Regions from separate parts of the Solanum lycopersicum genome. Here region 1 is linked to region 2. The links are chromatin contacts, called in public promoter capture Hi-C maps. All regions are on one chromosome and are shown on one strand. Each heading gives the region's core, a stretch centred on a gene start, on an enhancer-like site or on the middle of the called end of the contact. The rest is flanking DNA. Distances are from core to core; before and after follow the strand shown. Region 1 holds the start of LOC101247358 (cytochrome b561 and DOMON domain-containing protein At3g07570). Region 2 holds the start of LOC101246463 (auxilin-related protein 2).

Region 1 (3,038 bases), core at 483-2,982, 170 kb after region 2:
GATTTTAGTCTAAAATTAGAATGATATGGAGCAATCAGTAATTAAATCTTGCAAGTGGTGAGGTCCTCATGATTCATGGATACAATCTCATTGAAGGTTGGTTAAGATTTCCTTGTTGGAGGTTATCTTTCAATTTGTTAGAAAAAAAAACAACTCTTTCATTATTCTTTTGTCACAGATTCCTCCAGGTGCAGTAACAAGCCTTCTGGTACTACACCTCAATGTGATTTGTGTGTGTTACAAAATCTATTAGATCAATATTATCTCTTGAAAATGAAAATTTTGCAAATATATTGTACATTTTAATATGCTAGTCTTTCCGTCATGCAGCTTCTTGATGAAAATAGATGGTACAACTTTGATGACAGCCACATATCACCGATTAATGAAGAAGATGTGAAGTCTGCTGCTGCTTATGTGCTTTTCTATCGGAGGGTAAAAACAGATCATGACCATTCTGTAAGTAATGGAACAGTGTCTTCAGCAGGTCAACAAAGCATCTCATCGCGGAAGTAGTCTCTCGCACCATGTAATCAGCTCTCTTGTACAAATCAATGTATTAATTTAGTGAAAAATACTTACTAGGAAGGAATGAAGTTTAGGGTGTCAGCCGTTTTGCAAAGTAAAATATGTGTGCGGGTGATGATCAGCCAAGAATACCAATCCTAAGAGGGAAGGAGGAAGAAACATTAAAGTAACAAAGTGGGGCAAAAAAATTAAGGAAAAGCTGAAACCAGTTGTAAAAATTGTTCTTTTATTTCCCTTTTGTTTAGTTGTGGGTTATTCTTATCTTTTATTCCATCAAAACAATTAATCGAGTACTCAACTTTGACTAAACATTATAAGAATAAATGAGTCGTTTTCAATGACATATAAGCAAAATTCATTTGTCACATGAAGTAGTTCAGTAATTTCATGATAAATTGGACGAGCTTTTCTTTACACAGAAATTATTTTTGATCCTGGTGTAATAAGTTAAAATGTGAGTGAAATTATCCTTTTAATTGATATTGCTGAAATTGTTTTTTTTCCTTTTTGACTATCATATTATAAGTTTACTTGGACGTGATTTTATACAATCTTTTATCATAATCACATGAAGTTGTTTATGTTGAGTTTAAATTTCACTTCTTCTCTAATTCCTTCAGAGGATTTTGGAAGGGTAGTGTTACTTTACCTTGTGAAGATAGAAAAATTATATTTTTCTCTGTTTCACCAAGAATGATTTAGTTTAACTTGGTACGAAGTTAAAGAAAATTTTTGATCATGTGGTTTTAAATTAAAGTTATGAAATTGTCCTTTAATCTTGTGATCTTAAACATGTCAAAAAGAAATATGTCATTCTTTATGGAAGGAGTATTTAATTAGACCTTGGTTCAAAGTTAAACATATCAAAAGCCATATGGAAAAGAAAAGAAATACTCCTCCATAATTACTAGTACATTTTGACAAATCAAGATGTGATAAATTTTCTTTTACTTATTATATTCTCAATTAATTACTTTGAAAAAGGTTAAATTTTGCAAATTCTAAGTTTTTTGATTCATCTACTTTATAATTAATTGAAGTAAAATGATAAATTTACTATATCAATAATTATTTTTTCAATAGATGTGTTAATTTAAAGTGGACAAATAATTAGGAATGGAGTGAATATTGTTATTGGTAGGGCAACGCAATAACGCAACAAAGTATTCATTACTATTGGTGCTGGCATAGGGATAATTGCACGTTTGGTCCCTGGACTTTGCAAGTTTGATCCTTGTAACCTCTGAATCTTTCTTTACCTACAAAGTGGTAAGCCATGTTAGTTTTGGATATAGATAAATAATAAAGTTGGTAGCCAACTGTTAGCAGAATATTATAGTGGAAGGTCAACTAGTATGATATGATAAATTTGGATTCTCATCATTATTAGTAAAGCGAAGAGAGATGAAGCTTTTTTTTTTGTTGTGGTTGTTGTTGTTGTTGTTGTTATTGTTGGAAGTTAATAGTGAAGATTCATGTACTTCAAATCTTAACCTAAAAAACAAACCTCTGTTTGATACTTCTTCATTTCATTGTGTTTCTGTATGGGATGAACAAGGTTATATCCTGAGAGTAAGTAGAGGTAGAATGTTTGATACATTTACTCCTATATATATATATATATATACTAATTTCATTTATTTTAATATGATTGCAGTATTTGCAGACGGATACAAAAGTATGGAGTTTCCTCTTATCAGCACCAAATAGCAATTCATTCATAGGGATGGGTTTTTCAAAAGATGGTAAAATGGTAGGTTCAAGTGCAATTGTTGGATGGATAAGCAACGATGGGTCTTCCACCATGAAAAGGTATTATCTAGGTGGACAATCATCGGCACAAGTTGTACCAGATGAAGGGAATCTTCAATTGGTGAATATGACATCTTCTATTATAGCTGAAAATTCAAGGATTTATATGGCTTTTCAATTGAGCACCGCAGTAACACCCACAAATCGACTTATTTACTCCCTCGGGCCTAACGGACGCCTACCATCACCCATCAATTATCAGTTGTCACAACATCGCGCACATATCTCCACCTTCTTTGATTATAACTCAGGTATGTATGTATTTATTGTGATTGAACCCTATTTATATAATCTTGAGCCAAATTCAAAAAATAAAAATTCTGAATGAATCAGACAGATTACCTATAATTTTAACATCCCTAATGATCAGTAGTAATATACTCCTAAATTAATTAGCATAAAAGGACGGGTAGATAAATTCAAAAACTCTTCTTTTGTTTATCTTTGATTCCATAATTCCAACTTCTTTTAAGGCATTTTGTAAATAATAATGTGGATATTTTTAGATCTAATTATTAGCAGTATCAATATTTTAAGAATTAAATTATTAATAATAGAAATTTTTTTAGACCAAACTGTTAGACTGATTAGCATATTCATTCAATTACATATACAGGTTTTATGATTAAGTTTAGTTTTGTGAAAAGTACCAATTAGAGAAAACCATTAGAGTATTCAGGGCCGTAGCTATCCTATAA
Region 2 (3,390 bases), core at 112-2,611:
GAAAACCCGCAGTCACTACCCTTTGATTGCGCACAGGATAAAACCACTGCTCCTATGTAATAGCTCGCAAACTACATAGGATAAGTAACCCACACTAGGCAAGCCCAGTGCAACGAGCTCGACCCAGAAGGCAAACCCCTTGCTTTCGTTGGCAAGGGGTTTCGAACTTGAGACCTCCAACATGGAATCCCCAAGCCCAAATCACTGGGCCAACCAATACTCAATAGATGAGTCATAATCAATACTCTCTAGTACATGTTTATCTATGCAAATCCTTAGATGCGTCACTTGAATTAGGAACACATTGCTAATTTCATCTAATAGCTCTAGTATATCAACAATACATTTAATAACTCTGAGGAGTATACTAAGTTCTACACATTAACGGGCCCATATAGATTTCAAATTCTATGATATCAAGCAAGAAATTCAAATAATCAAATTTTGAACCACTGATCTCCAGCCTAGTAAGATTTTCATAAGAAGTGCTTGCAAATATATTTCATGCAACTGAATGAAATTCTGTTTTTGTTCATGACCAGGCCAACCACCATGTTGCTCCACTTAAATACAGAACTTAGGTAGAACAGCAAGATCACATTTGTTATTAATTTCTAATTACACCAACTATACAATCAGATATGAGAAAATACCTGCTACTGGTGCCAGTTCCAAAGCCAGCTAGTAAATCATCGAACTCTGTGGAACCAACACTGCTCTTTGGTTGGGCCACCTTCTCATTCCTCCCCAAATTCCCCAAGAGATCATCAAAATGAATGTTTTGTTGAGGTGGAGAAGTCATTGTAGCAAAGACATCGTCCTCAAATCTTAGTGTAGATGAAGAAGATAGGGCTTTGCTCTTTACTCCCGGTAAGCCGTCAAATATATCGTCGTCGTACACTGGCTTGTCATTGACAGGGAAGGAGGAGGTCTTGATGTTATCATCATTGTTGTTATTGTTCTTGGCGGATACGAAAATAGAATCATAATTGTAATCGGCAGAGTTATTGGTTTTGGTGTATTTAGGAGGGCCACCGAAGACGTTGAATAACATAGGATCAGGATCAGAAGAAGAAGTTGATCGGATGTCGGATCTCATTGGTGCGGATTTTCCTGCGTGCCGAAAACCCAAGTCTCGAGCTAACACATCGAGGTCATCCATTGGTTAATATAGATCTGATACTGCCCTTCAAAACAGGCCAATTGCCGCCGGATGGATCTGACTTGGTTAGGGTTCTATCTGTCTTGCTTCTTCTTGCTATGTCTCTTCCTCTTCCTCCACCTCCGGCCCTGTGCTTCCCTTTTTCCCCTCTCTCCTCTCTTTCATTTCTTTCTTTTATTTCACTCATGGAAACACCCTTCATCTTTCCTAAAATTTATACTCTCTCCAAAATACAAGACTATTTTTTTACCAAATCTTTTCCTAACTACTGCTTTTTACTTTATCGTCGAATCTGTTCTATCTATATTTGTATATTTACCTAAAAAAATATATGTTACGTTAGTTGTTTATGTTAACTTTTACTTTATGTCATGATGAAGATGTCACGATTCAAAATTTATGACCATGATCGGTGTTTTAGGAGCTAGTCTAAGCAAGCCTCATCGATATTCTATCTAAAATTGGATAGAGTTTCTCCTATTTTTATTTCTATCTATTTTTTCACTATCTGAGTATTCAACAACACATTGCCAAAACAATACACAATTTTTGACAATAAGCTATTAGTGATGTAATGAAAGAATACTCATGACTCTAATAAGGAAAATTACTAATAGAGCGACTCTAGAAGTTTTAAAAAAGAGAAACAATAGAATTTCAATAAACTTCACAATATGAGGCCCACCAAGAATTGGCAACTCACACGCTCTAATTAATGAAATCCTCGCCAATATGATGAGTTCGAGATTTGGACTAATTTAGAGCTTATTTTATATGGTGTCATCAAATGCTTATTTTGTGCAAATAACTGATGTTAAATCCTTAATCTTCAGGAATAAGGATTGAGGAACAAATCAAGGACGTTAACAAACAAATACAAACAAAACAGGCTGAAGAAATAAAGATGGACAAGCTTGAGGATCACCAAGATCACACCGAGTGGCACATCTGACCGCCTAATGTTCTGGTGTGCCAAGCCCAGAGGAATAAAACTAAATCGGCGAGAGAAAGAAGCAGTTGGCAAATGATCGAGTAGTTCCGCGGTGCAATGTTAGATCGCTCAAAGTTACAGACCTTGAGGATGCTGAGTACCAAGGCAAATGGCCGATGGAAGATACCAAAGGGCAACTCTCCGAGTGGTTCGGCGAGCCCAACTTACTTCGCCGAGTGACTCTTTGCAACACATTTTTTGTGACTATAAATATATTTTTGAACATCTAGTTCGTATCGATTATTGAATCTTTTCATCAATTACTATGGAGAACATTTTTTTTGGAATTTTTTAGCATTTGGAGAGAGTTTTCTCTAGTTTTCCTAAACTTTGAAAGATAGAAGAAATTCAGTTTTGAGATTTTGGAAGTAGGTCTTGAAAATCTTTGAAGTGGAGCATTGTAAGGGAGAAATCACTTTTATCCAGTTGATAAATAATCAATTTGGTAACGATTTTTATCTTTTTATAATATCTAGCTAAAAACCCAAATCATGGGGTGTTATTATGTGATTATGAGCTGATTTAGTTTATAGGTATTGCTAATTTTTAGTTTAAATGCTATTTAGAAGTGAGTTGAATCATTAATTGTTGTTTAATTTAAGGAATGCAGTTCGAAATGTCGTTCTATGTTGTGTTCTTGGCTTGCTAGAGAGAGAGGTTTTAGAACAAAAATTATTGATTAATGGTTTGTGGGTATTGGGTTGACCCTAATTCAGCTCGAGAGAGTGAATCCTAAACTCAATCCCATATATTCATTTCTCGAGAAGGTGTGGGTTGCTCTTATTTTGAATGCTTGTTGATGTTCAAGAGAAATCACTTGATTCTTGGCAAGTTATTCGAGAGAAAGTTTACCTCCACTATAGTCTAGTGTACTCACTAATATCTAGCTATTTACTAATAGGTGCAATTCCTATAATTGATCACATCCCAAGAATCTTTCTCAATATTGTTCATTTGTATTTTTATGACGGTTGTGTGTAGTTGATAATCAAAACCAACCCCCCTCCTCATTTGACATTCATGTCACCTCTTAATTTGAATGATGTTTTTATTCAATATTTTTATTCCTATAACCGATTTGAACATGTTCATACTTCTCAATCGAATCCCAAAACATATACTAGTCCTTGTGGTATTCGACCCCAACTCATTTAGTTAGGTCATATACTGATTCACGATCATTGATGTTTAAAATTGGATGAAGTGTCTTTGGAAACATTAAACCCTAATCAAAATG

What was found. Promoter capture Hi-C pulls out the DNA fragments that hold promoters and counts their contacts.
Region 1: a promoter capture Hi-C map of leaf shows a contact between it and region 2, with 4 times the contacts expected there. The contact joins the promoter of LOC101247358 here to the promoter of LOC101246463 in region 2. A contact is called at or near these places in 1 of 1 promoter capture datasets (leaf) and 5 of 8 Hi-C or Micro-C datasets (leaf and leaf mesophyll).

What each region holds. Positions count from the first base shown.
Region 1 is chr9:18,530,242-18,533,279 of SLM_r2.1, forward strand. It overlaps LOC101247358 (cytochrome b561 and DOMON domain-containing protein At3g07570), which reads left to right and starts at 1,733. Exons shown (of 4, transcript XM_069289093.1): 1 at 1,733-1,797; 2 at 2,186-2,591. The coding sequence starts at 2,255. LOC101246751 (ubiquitin carboxyl-terminal hydrolase 5) reads left to right here. Exons shown (of 13, transcript XM_004246196.5): 13 at 331-893. The coding sequence ends at 516.
Region 2 is chr9:18,356,853-18,360,242 of SLM_r2.1, forward strand. LOC101246463 (auxilin-related protein 2) reads right to left here and starts at 1,362. Exons shown (of 9, transcript XM_010327422.4): 1 at 654-1,362. The coding sequence starts at 1,162.